Linked DNA regions of Capra hircus: region 1 is linked to region 2. A link is a contact called in public Hi-C data. All regions are on one chromosome and are shown on one strand. Each heading gives the region's core, a stretch centred on a gene start, on an enhancer-like site or on the middle of the called end of the contact. The rest is flanking DNA. Distances are from core to core; before and after follow the strand shown.

What was found. A called contact is a pair of places that touch in the nucleus more often than the background predicts.
Region 1: a Hi-C map of liver shows a contact between it and region 2, with 5 times the contacts expected there. The contact joins two enhancer-like sites. A contact is called at or near these places in 2 of 5 Hi-C or Micro-C datasets (blood and liver).

What each region holds. Positions count from the first base shown.
Region 1 is chr23:41,518,855-41,523,967 of ARS1.2, forward strand. TAP2 (antigen peptide transporter 2) reads left to right here. Exons shown (of 12, transcript XM_018038903.1): 8 at 1,989-2,177; 9 at 2,289-2,462; 10 at 2,617-2,776; 11 at 3,006-3,142; 12 at 3,365-4,083. The coding sequence ends at 3,595. Among named protein-coding and RNA genes, the nearest start is that of TAP2, 7.2 kb to the left of the region's middle. Within about 2 kb of position 3,202, at least 1 of the 5 cell types and tissues checked has an H3K27ac peak or open chromatin away from gene starts, as enhancers often do.
Region 2 is chr23:41,483,194-41,488,397 of ARS1.2, forward strand. No RefSeq gene overlaps it. Among named protein-coding and RNA genes, the nearest start is that of PSMB9, 11 kb to the right of the region's middle. Within about 2 kb of position 2,703, at least 1 of the 5 cell types and tissues checked has an H3K27ac peak or open chromatin away from gene starts, as enhancers often do.

The DNA.
Region 1 (5,113 bases), core at 1,952-4,451, 36 kb after region 2:
ATACATCTGTGGTGATAAAGCTTAGTGTCACGATCTATTAAATTATTCAGGGTTGCAAAAATGGTGACATTTTTGGTGCCATTCCTTCATTTATTAGCCAGGATGCATCTCTCAGGGGAGATGTCTTCTCATGTGCTGATAAGCTGCTGAGTGGTATAGTTTGATTAGGAAAGGCAGAATGAGTATTTAGTTCTTTCCCTATAGACGTGTGCTCAGTTGCTCAGTCCTGTCCGACTCTTTGCAACGCCATGGACTGTAGCCCACCAGGCTCCTCTGTCCATGGGCTATTAAGGCAAGAATACTGGAGTGGGTTGCCATGCCCTCCTCCGGGGATTCTTCCTGACCAGGAATTGAACCTTTGTCTCCTGCATTGGCAGGCAGATTCTTTACCACTGAGCGTCCTGGGACACCCTCCTTATATAAACCAGTTTTGAAAAGTAATTAGTTTCTGCACCTGGGGCTTTAGTTTATAATTTGTATAAACATCTCTTACGTGTGGAGAGCTGTGTGAGGCAGTCTGGTGGCTGCAAAGATGAGGTGGGCACAGTGCTTGCATTTAAGGAATCCCTGTCTCACCAGGCTAGATAGCTGTGTACAAGTAACACAGCACAGTAGCTGGAAAGATCTAGAGATGAAGGTGATGCTGGATGGGAGGAGTAAAGAGGTCTCCATCCTTTACATTACAAATTGGAATAATGGGGTATTGGTGCCCATTTTCAGTTCAGTTTAGTTCAGTCGCTCAGTCGTGTCCGACTCTTTGAGACCCCATGAATCGCAGCACGCCAGGCCTCCCTGTCCATCACCAACTCTGGGAGTTCACTCAGACTCGCGTCCATCGAGTCAGTGATGCCATCCAGCCATCTCATCCTCTGTCATCCCCTTCTCCTCCTGCCCCCAATCCCTCCCAGCATCAGAGTCTTTTCCAATGAGTCAACTCTTCTCATGAGGTGGCCAAAGTACTGGAGTTTCAGATTTAGCATCATTCCTTCCAAAGAAATCCCAGGGTTGATCTCCTTCAGAATGGACTGGTTGGATCTCCTTGCAGTCCAAGGGACTCTCAAGAGTCTTCTCCAACGCCACAGTTCAAAAGCATCAATTCTTCGGAGCTCAGCCTTCTTCAGAGTCCAACCCTCACATCCATCCATGACCACAGGAAAAACCATAGCCTTGACTAGATGGACCTTAGTCGGCAAAGTAATGTCTTTGCTCTTGAATACACTATCTAGGTTGGTCATAACTTTTCTTCCAAGAAGTAAGCGTCTTTTAATTTCATGGCTGCAATCACCATCTGCAGTGAGTTTGGAGCCCCAAAATATAAAGTCTGACACTGTTTCCGCTGTTTTCTCGTCTTATTTCCCATGAAGTGATGGGACCGGATGCCATGATCTTCGTTTTCTGAATGTTGAACTTTAAGCCAACTTTTTCACTCTCCTCTTTTACTTTCATCAAGAGGCTTTTTAGTTCCTCTTCACTTTCTGCCCATTTTAAGTTGAGTCAAATTGCACACTTATTCCTGATAGTCCAGTGGTTAGGACTCTGTGCTTCCACTGCAGGGTGCATGGGTTTGATCCCTGGTGGGGCAACTAGGGTCCCACTTGCCACCTGGGGCAGCCAAAATTTTTTGTAAAAATCTTTTTTTTTTAAGACTCTTATACTAGTTATCTCATATGGAAGCCATCTGCCTCATTATTCAGGAAAGTGAGTGTTAGTTGCTCAGTTGCATCGGAGTCTTCAACCTGCAAGGCTCCTCTGTCCATGCAGTTTTCCAGGCAAGAATACTGGAGTGGGTTGCCATTCCTTTCTCCAGTTAAAAAAATCTTTTCTAAGACAGTTTTTTTTTTTTTTTAAATTAAAGCTGGTGATCTTTCTGGGACAAGGGGAGAAGACCAGCCGGGGTGGAGTGTGGCGTGGCTGGCGTTAGGAGCTGGGAAGCTGGTTCGTGGCGCAGCTGCCTTTGCTTAGCTGAGCCCCGCCCTCCTGTCTTGCAGACCCTGGTGTACATGTTTGGGGACATGCTGAGCAACGTGGGGGCAGCCAAGAAGGTGTTCTGCTACCTGGACCGAAAGCCAGATCTGCCTCCACCGGGGACTCTGGCCCCACCCACTCTGCAGGGCAGGGTGAATTTCCAGAACGTCTCCTTTGCGTATCCCAGTCGCCCCGACCAGCCTGCGCTCCAGGTGCCCGATCGGGGAGCCTGGGCCCCTGACTCCCTGCGCGGATGATCGGCCCCAAGGAGAGGGGGGGCCGGGGGAAGGGGCAGGCCTCTGACTCTTCCCTGGCTGTTCTAGGGTCTGACGTTCACCCTGAGTCCTGGGCAGATGACGGCGCTGGTGGGGCCTAACGGGTCTGGGAAGAGCACGGTGGCCGCGCTGCTGCAGAATCTGTACCAGCCCACCGAGGGCCAGGTGCTGCTGGACGGGAAGCCGGTCTCCGAGTATGAGCACCACTACCTGCACCGTCAGGTGGGGAGGACGGGGAAGGGTGGCAGAGGGCAGGGCAGGGCAGGGGCGTGGGGCGGGCACCCGAGGCTCCGTGGTGAGCGGGGCGGGCGGGGAGCAAGGGCGGGTCCCCGCCGCGTGGGTTTCCGCACAGTCTGCTCCCGTCGCCTCCGCTCAGGTGGTCTTGGTAGGGCAGGAGCCCGTGCTGTTCTCGGGCTCGGTGAGGGACAACATCACCTACGGCCTGGAGGGCTGCAGCGACGAGAAGGTGCTGGCTGCGGCCCGGGCGGCCCGGGCGGAGGAGTTCATCCGCGAGCTGGCGCTCGGGCTCGATACAGGTACCGCGGCCACGGCGCCGCCCCCTGCGCCCGCGCGCTGCGCGCGGAGGCCTCCCGACCCCTCGGGGGCCTGTTCCCAGAGAAGCTGCCGCCCCGGAGGTCCCCCCGCCGCCCCCGTCCACGCGCACTCGTCCTCCGGCGCGGTGCCTGTGGAAGCGCCAGCCGCGCCTGTGAAGCGGGCGTTGTCCGGGCCGTCTCTGAGGAGAGGGCGTTTTCTCGGTCTCCGCAGAGGTGGGGGAGAAAGGCAGCCAGCTGGCGGTGGGGCAGAAGCAACGTCTGGCCATCGCCCGGGCCCTCGTGCGGGACCCCCGCGTGCTCATCCTGGATGAAGCCACCAGTGCCCTGGACGTGGAGTGTGAGCAGGCTGTGAGTGCGGGCCGGCGGGACGCCTCCTGGGGCCGGGGCGGCGGGGGCCTCCCCTATCCTCTGAGGCTGCCTGACCCGGGACGGGGGAGGGCAGCTGACCTTGCTCTTCTGCTCTGTGCTACCTTCTCGTGGCTCACGCCTCTTCCCCCTAAGCCCCGTGGGCCCCGGGCCTCCAGCCCCTTCTGACCCGGCACCCGGGGCATCGCGATCCTCCCCCTTCAGCTGCAGGACTGGAGAGCGCACGGAGCCCGCACGGTGCTGGTGATCGCCCACAGGCTGCAGACGGTTCAGAGCGCCGACCAGGTCCTGGTGCTGAGGCAGGGGCGGCTGCAGAGCCCCGAGCAGCTCGTGGACGGGCAGGACCTCTACTCCTGGCTGGTGCAGCAGAACCGGAGCGTGGAGACCCCAGACACCCCCGGCCCCGCCCAGGGCCGTCTCAGTGACCCGGAATAGCTCCTGCCTTGGCTTTCCCTGGGGGTGTTCCCCCGGCTGGTTGTTTTTGGAGCTGGATTTAGACCGTGGGTACTTCTGCTGGGGCCGTGGGAGGGCGGGGGATGGGAGACGTGGTATCTGTCTGCATCCTCGACGAACAGAGCTTTGCCTGGTGCTGAGTACTGTATTGTGGCATCTTGAATATATTTAAAAGTATTTTTCTTACATAAATAGCATACATTTGTATAGTAAATTTAGACAATAGAGACAGGTAAGGAGGAGAAAAGTAAAATTATGCACTGTTTCATGTCCCAGAGATAATCGCCAAGACTATTTTGCTGGCTGTCTGATCAGTCTTTAGATTGTTCTTTGAGATACATAAATATTCATGAGTTTGCCCTTCCCTATATTTTTCTCAGTTCCCACCAGGGTCTGATATTTTGGGGTCCACTAGGATATGGGGGAGCAGCGCACTGTTAGTTAACAGTTTTAATAAAACTTTGATAACAGCTACTGTGTACAGTGTTTTAATATGTGTAGGAAATATGTGAAGTCTTTTCCATGTATTATCATTTTTAATCCTTATCCTCAACCTGTTGAGGTTGTTTACCCTCATACCCATTGTATGTATGAGAAAACTGAGTCTCAAAGAGATTAAAGGACTTTCCCAAGGTTGCACAGTGGTGGAATTGGACTTGGAATCCAGGCCTGACCCAGGAATCCACACTCTCAACCAATTATAATGCATCTTTTGTTATAGTCTACTGTATAATCAATCTCCTAAAGCTCTTTCACTTCTAGTTGTGAACAGCTCTGAATCCCTTATTTTCTCTCTAATTCCATTGTTACAACTTTCATTCATTGTGTTGTGAAAGTGAAAGGGTCAGTCACTCAGTCCTGTATGACTCTTTACGACCTCATGGACTGTAGCCCCCCAGGCTCCTCTGTCCATGGGATTCTCCAGGCAAGAACACTGGAGTGGGTAGCCATTCCCTTCTCCAGGGGTTTTTCCTGATCCAGGGATCGAACCTGGGTCTCCTGCATCACAGGCAGATTTTTTACCATCTGAGCCACCAGGGAATGATCTCATGTCCAAAGAGGTTCCCCTATCATTGGTTCATCTCTTCCAGACGTTAATGAAGTCATTTTTCTTTCTAGGGGACAAGTAAAGCAGTATCACTCCTGAAAAATCCTTCCTATGTCCCTACTCTTGCTGCACTGATATTTCCTCCCCAGAAACACAGCTTATCTAGCCCATTTCTCTCTGCTTTTCCTTTTGGAAAGGACTTTCCATCCATGACAAACTTCCTGCCCTCCTGATATCTTTGTGCCTCCGTATATGGCGCGCCCTGCCATTCCCAAAATGGCTCTCCCCGTTAGGCCCTAGTTCTTTAAGATTCACCAGCAGCAGCAGGGTTTAAGTCTCCCAGGAATCCTTCTCTAGTTGTCTCAGAGCTCCTTTCCACGTGCTCCTGCTGCTGTGTTCCAGGGGCTCACTGTCCCTATTAAAGTCTCCACCCCCGCCGTTGACCTCCGTCC
Region 2 (5,204 bases), core at 1,453-3,952:
GATGTACTCTGCATGTAAGTTAAATAAGCAGGGTGACAATATACAGGCCTGATGTACTCCTTTCCCAATTTGGAGCCAGTCCCGTTCTGACTGTTGCTTCTTGACCTGCATACAGGTTTCCCTGGAGGCAGATCAGGTGGTCTGGTATTCTCATCTCTTTAAGAATTTTCCACAGTTTGTTGTGATCCACGCAGTCAAAGGCTTTAACATAGTCAATGAAGCAGAAGTGGATGTTTTTCTGTAACTCTCTTGCCTTTTCTATGATCTAACGGATGTTGGCAATTTGATCTGTGGTTCCTCTCCCTCTTCTAAACCCAGGTTGAACATCTGGAAGTTCTCCATTCATATTCTGCTGAAGCCTGGCTTGGAGAATTTTGAGCATTACTTTGCTAGTGTGTGAAATGAGTGTAATTGGGTGGTAGTTTGAACATTCTTTGGCATTAAGATAGTCTGCCAGCCCTAGATCAATGGAATAGGGAATAAGAGTGAATGAAACTGTTAACCAATGTTTAATTATGGTGATTTGTTTTACAATATGGTGTTAAATGTTCTGTTTTCTGATAAGCATGTGAATAAGCCATTCTATTTTCTTCTTATCTATCTATAATCCTCAACTTTAGCCTGTGCCTGTGAAAATGAAACTCAGTGTTCTCTGAACCATGTCTTTCTTGTTCCACTGAAACTTCAGAACTCAGGAAAAGTATCCTCTCATAAATCTTACTATAGACTGAAAAATGTAACTACTCAGGAAAAATGAAATATAATGATGACCCTAATGACTGGAATTCCGACAAATGCTTTTACAATTTTTAAGCTTAGAAAAATCCCAACTCTTCTTGGTTAAAGGATAGTGAGTCAAATTTTGCTTTTTAGAGCTACCATACCTCTAGAGACAATAAAATATTTTTGTGGCCAGCCTCACTGGTGGAATATATGATCATTCTATAGAAAATCTCGTATATGGTTCTTCTCTGCAAATACTATGAAAAGTGCTTTTATGGGTTGCTTTGTTTTTATGGCAACGTAGTGGTAAGCAGTGGTTCACATCCCCTAATTCGGAATCCTGAGCAGGCCAGAAATGTCACATAGAAAGGAAAATCTCATTTAATTGGGTATGACCAGTCAGTAATAAGAGAAAGGACTGAAGTTTATATATGGAACAAGGCCTACAAAATCCTCTGAGCACGTCAGTTCCTAGTTTATTAAGTCCCTGCCTGACAGGGGAAAAGGATGTTCTTTATTTTTGTTTATTTAAATGTTTATTTCCTTATTTGACTGCACCAGGTCTTAGTTGTGGCATAGGGGATCTAGTTCCCTGAACAGGGGTTGAACCCAGGACCCCTGCATTGGGAGCATGGAGTCTTAGCCACTGGACCACCAGGGAAGGCCCAGAGAGGATGTTAATTTCTGGTGAGCCAGGATCATTGATGAACTTTGGGTGTCTCAGAGAAAATGAGATTGCATCCACAGTGAAAGGCCCTATCAGCAAAGCTCTGGGAAGGTGAGTTGGGGGAGGGTTCTTGGAATCAGTAAGTTGATACATGGCAATAAAATTATTTCTGGTCATCAAAGGGGTAAATAAAACTATGACCTTATGGGCAAAAGTCTTCCAGAGAGATGACAACTCTCTAGTCTTAATATCACTGAGACCTCTATTTGTTAGCCACACAGCAAGGTGATCGTCACATCTTATTCTAAAACAGGCCATATAAAAGAGCTTGTCAGATTAAGGACATGCAGTTAGAACATTCCTGGAAAATCTTATTTGGCCAGCTCACTACCTTAAGGGTAGGACTCATATAGGAAAAATATTCCAAAAATTGGAAATAAGGCAAAAATCAGCTTTCTTGATTAATATTGTATGTGAACATTTTCTCATAATCCTGCCTGACTAAAATCCGAGTGTTTTCAAGGATTGTAACTTGACTAAAAAACCCAGCTGGCCCTGTACCATGAGAGGTCGATGTGTAGAAAGCTGATAAGGTCTGATGACTTCGCCTTTTCTCTGGTGAGGAAGATAAGTCCATGGTTACGATTTTATTGCTTGTAGTACATTAACCATTTTGAATCTCTTAACAGCCATTTCCCCAGACTATGTACATCTTTGGTTTGCAAATACTCTTTGAATCTGGCCTCTTGTATTCTTCCTGATTCCGATTAATGTTTGGTAACACTTTAAAAAGTCTAAAAAATACATTTCTGCAACATATGGGAGGCTCTATAAACAGATAAAGCACCTCCTGCAACTGCCAGCCAGAACAGGTCTGATAAACCACCTTACTTCTGCTTATATCTAGGCTGCTGTTTGCTGTGTCGTCAGGAATTAGACTTTACAGCAACAACCACTGAAACCACTTCGAAGCCACTTCTGTGTCAGGAACTTCACCTTTTTTCACCCTGCTTCTCCAAAGCCAGTTGCTTTTCTTATCACCTTTGCCAGTGAAATGAATGGAGGGAGATTCCCGTTTCCTCCTGTTGCTTAACTGTGAATTGAGTCTCAGGTGCATGAATTTGATTTATTTAAAATTTTTTTATTCATTTTTGGCGGTGCTGGGTCCTTGTTGCTGCTCTTGCTATGGCGAGCGGGGGCTACCCCTCATTGCGGTGTGGGGGCTTCTCACCGCGGGGGCTTCTCTTGTTGCGGAGCACGGGCTCTGGGGCACGCAGGCTTCAGTAGCTGGCGTGCGTGGGCTCCGAGGTCAGGGCTCCCGAGCTCTAAGGCACAGGCTCAGTAGTTGGGGCTCCCGGGCTCTAAAGCACAGGCTCAGTGGTCGGGGTTCCTGGGCTCTAAGGCGCAGGCTCAGTGGTCGGGGCTCATGGGCTTGGCTGCTCCGAGGCATGTGGGGTCTTCCCGGAGCAGGGATCGAACTGTGTCTCCGGCATTGGCAGGGGGATTCTTCACCACTGAGCCACCAGCGAAGCCCAAATTTGATTTTTTTCCAAAAGTAGGACTTAGGTCCTCTATTGGTGCCCTGACTTCCAAGAGGGCCAGCAGCAGTTGGCTTTCCAAACTGTACTGTGGAAAGGCAGGACCCAGAAAGTCAGGGGAAATTTTACGATATTTTTAAGGTGTTCAAGTCTGATGGGACACATAACCAGTGTCCTTACATGAATTGTGAGAGGCTGTGTGGAGTGGCTGCTGTGATAAATGCTTTGGTTCATGGGTTACATCACTAGTTCTGCAAGTTCAGTTAACCCCCAGACTCACAAGAAATCATAAAATGATTAGCTTTGTTTTAAGCCTCAAAGTCTAGGGGTGGTTTGTTCCACAGCAATAGATATACTGTTTCTTTTTCTTTCTCTAATTTTATTGAAGTATACTTGATTTGCAATGTGTTAATTTCTGCTGCACAGCAAAATGACTCAGCTATACACATTTTTGTTCATATTCTTTTCCATCATGGTTTGTTTCAAGATATTGAACATAGTTCCCTGTGCTATACAGTAGGACCTTGTTGTTTCAAAACATACTGTATTGTGTAGCTTTGTGTATGTGTGGCTTTTTTACTCAAATTATTTCTATGAAATTTATTTATCTTGTTGCATTATCAGTAGTTCATTAATATGCATTGCTTATGTAGTATTCTGTTGTATTAATAAGCTATGTTTTCTTTATCTGTTTCCTGTTGAGGAACTATTTTTTTTAGGCCATTTGAGAACATTTATGGACATCATGACATTTTACCCTGGAATAGTTTGGCATGTGTATTTTAAGAATAAGGACATTTCTTCTACAGAAGCAGAATAACATCACCTCCAAGACACTCACTTAGGATATAACATTATCTAACGCCCAGTTCATATTTAAATGTCCCCTGTGATCCTAGTAATGCCCACTTGTAAATGATTGTTACCTTAAGCTGCTAAATTTCAGTGTCATTTGTTACACAGCAATAGGTAACTAATGCCTGCAATGCAGGAGACCCGGGTTTGATCCCTGGGTCTGGAAAATCCCCTGGAGAAGGAAATGGCAGCCCACTCCAGTATTCTTGCCTGGAGAATCCCATGGACAGAGGAGCCTGGCGGGCTACAGTCCATGGGGTCACAAAGAGTCGGACACGACTGAGTGACTAACACACAGCACAGAGCCGTGGGTAAGATACCACCATAGAAAAATGTCCTTCTTTATTTCTTTAGGTTTGCTTGTTATTTTCCCAAAGTTTTAGGAGAATTTTTACATCATTTATTTTAAACATTTTTTTGGTTCTAATAAATGTATTTGAAGTTATAAAATTCCCAGTACTCCTTTAATCGTGTCTCCCAGAATTCGGCAGCTAACAGTTTTACCCTGTGCTCCTGAATGAGTTTCTTTTACGACTAGCTTTTAAATCTGCTATTTATCAACATTTTTCTTAGTTTGCAAACCATGAGAATTTTAGGTGTCCTTTTGTTGTCAAGTTCCAATTTAATAGAGTGTGGCTGCTGAGTGTGGTTTCAAAGATATTAATACTTTGGAGTTTATTGGAGCTTATGGGATCATGCATATTCTCTTTCAGTAAATGTTCTATGTAACTTGAGAAATTATATATATAGGTGCTTTTGGATGACTTTCTTTCTTCCTTTATTATTATTTTTAAAATATTCTTAGAAGTTTTATTAATTTTTTAGTTAAAAAATTAAAAACTTTTTTTAATTAAAAACTTTTTTTAGTTAAAAAATTAAAAACATTTTTTTTTTGCCTGCACTGGGTCTTCAATGTGGCATGTGGGCTTATTAGTTCCCTGATCAGGGATCAAACCTGCATCCCCTGCATTGGAAGATGGATTCTTAAGTCACTGGACCACCAGGGAAGTCTCTATAGTTTTTTATAAAGCCTTCCTCCTCATATTCATTTTATTTATTTATTTTAATCTTTTGGCCACACCAGGTGGCACTTGGGCCCTTGACAGCGCAGAGTGTTAACCCCTGGACTGCCAGGGAGGTCCCTGCTTTTTAAATGAATCTTTTGAATCTTGTACCTGATTTCATTTCCTTTTTGCTTTCACTACCCTGTAGCTTAAAACTAACTAAGCTCGTGGAGAGCTGGCTGGTCAATACATGGCCTAGTAAACTGGCTTTCTGGGGTAAAAAACAAAACAAAACCCAAGTTCTGATACGTAGCATTTCTGGTTTCTGCAGTATAAATATTTCTGCCATGGTCAATGTCAAACTACCTGTGGTTAACAGCTGCCTTTCGAATCTCCTGAGTGTTTCACAATCTGCTC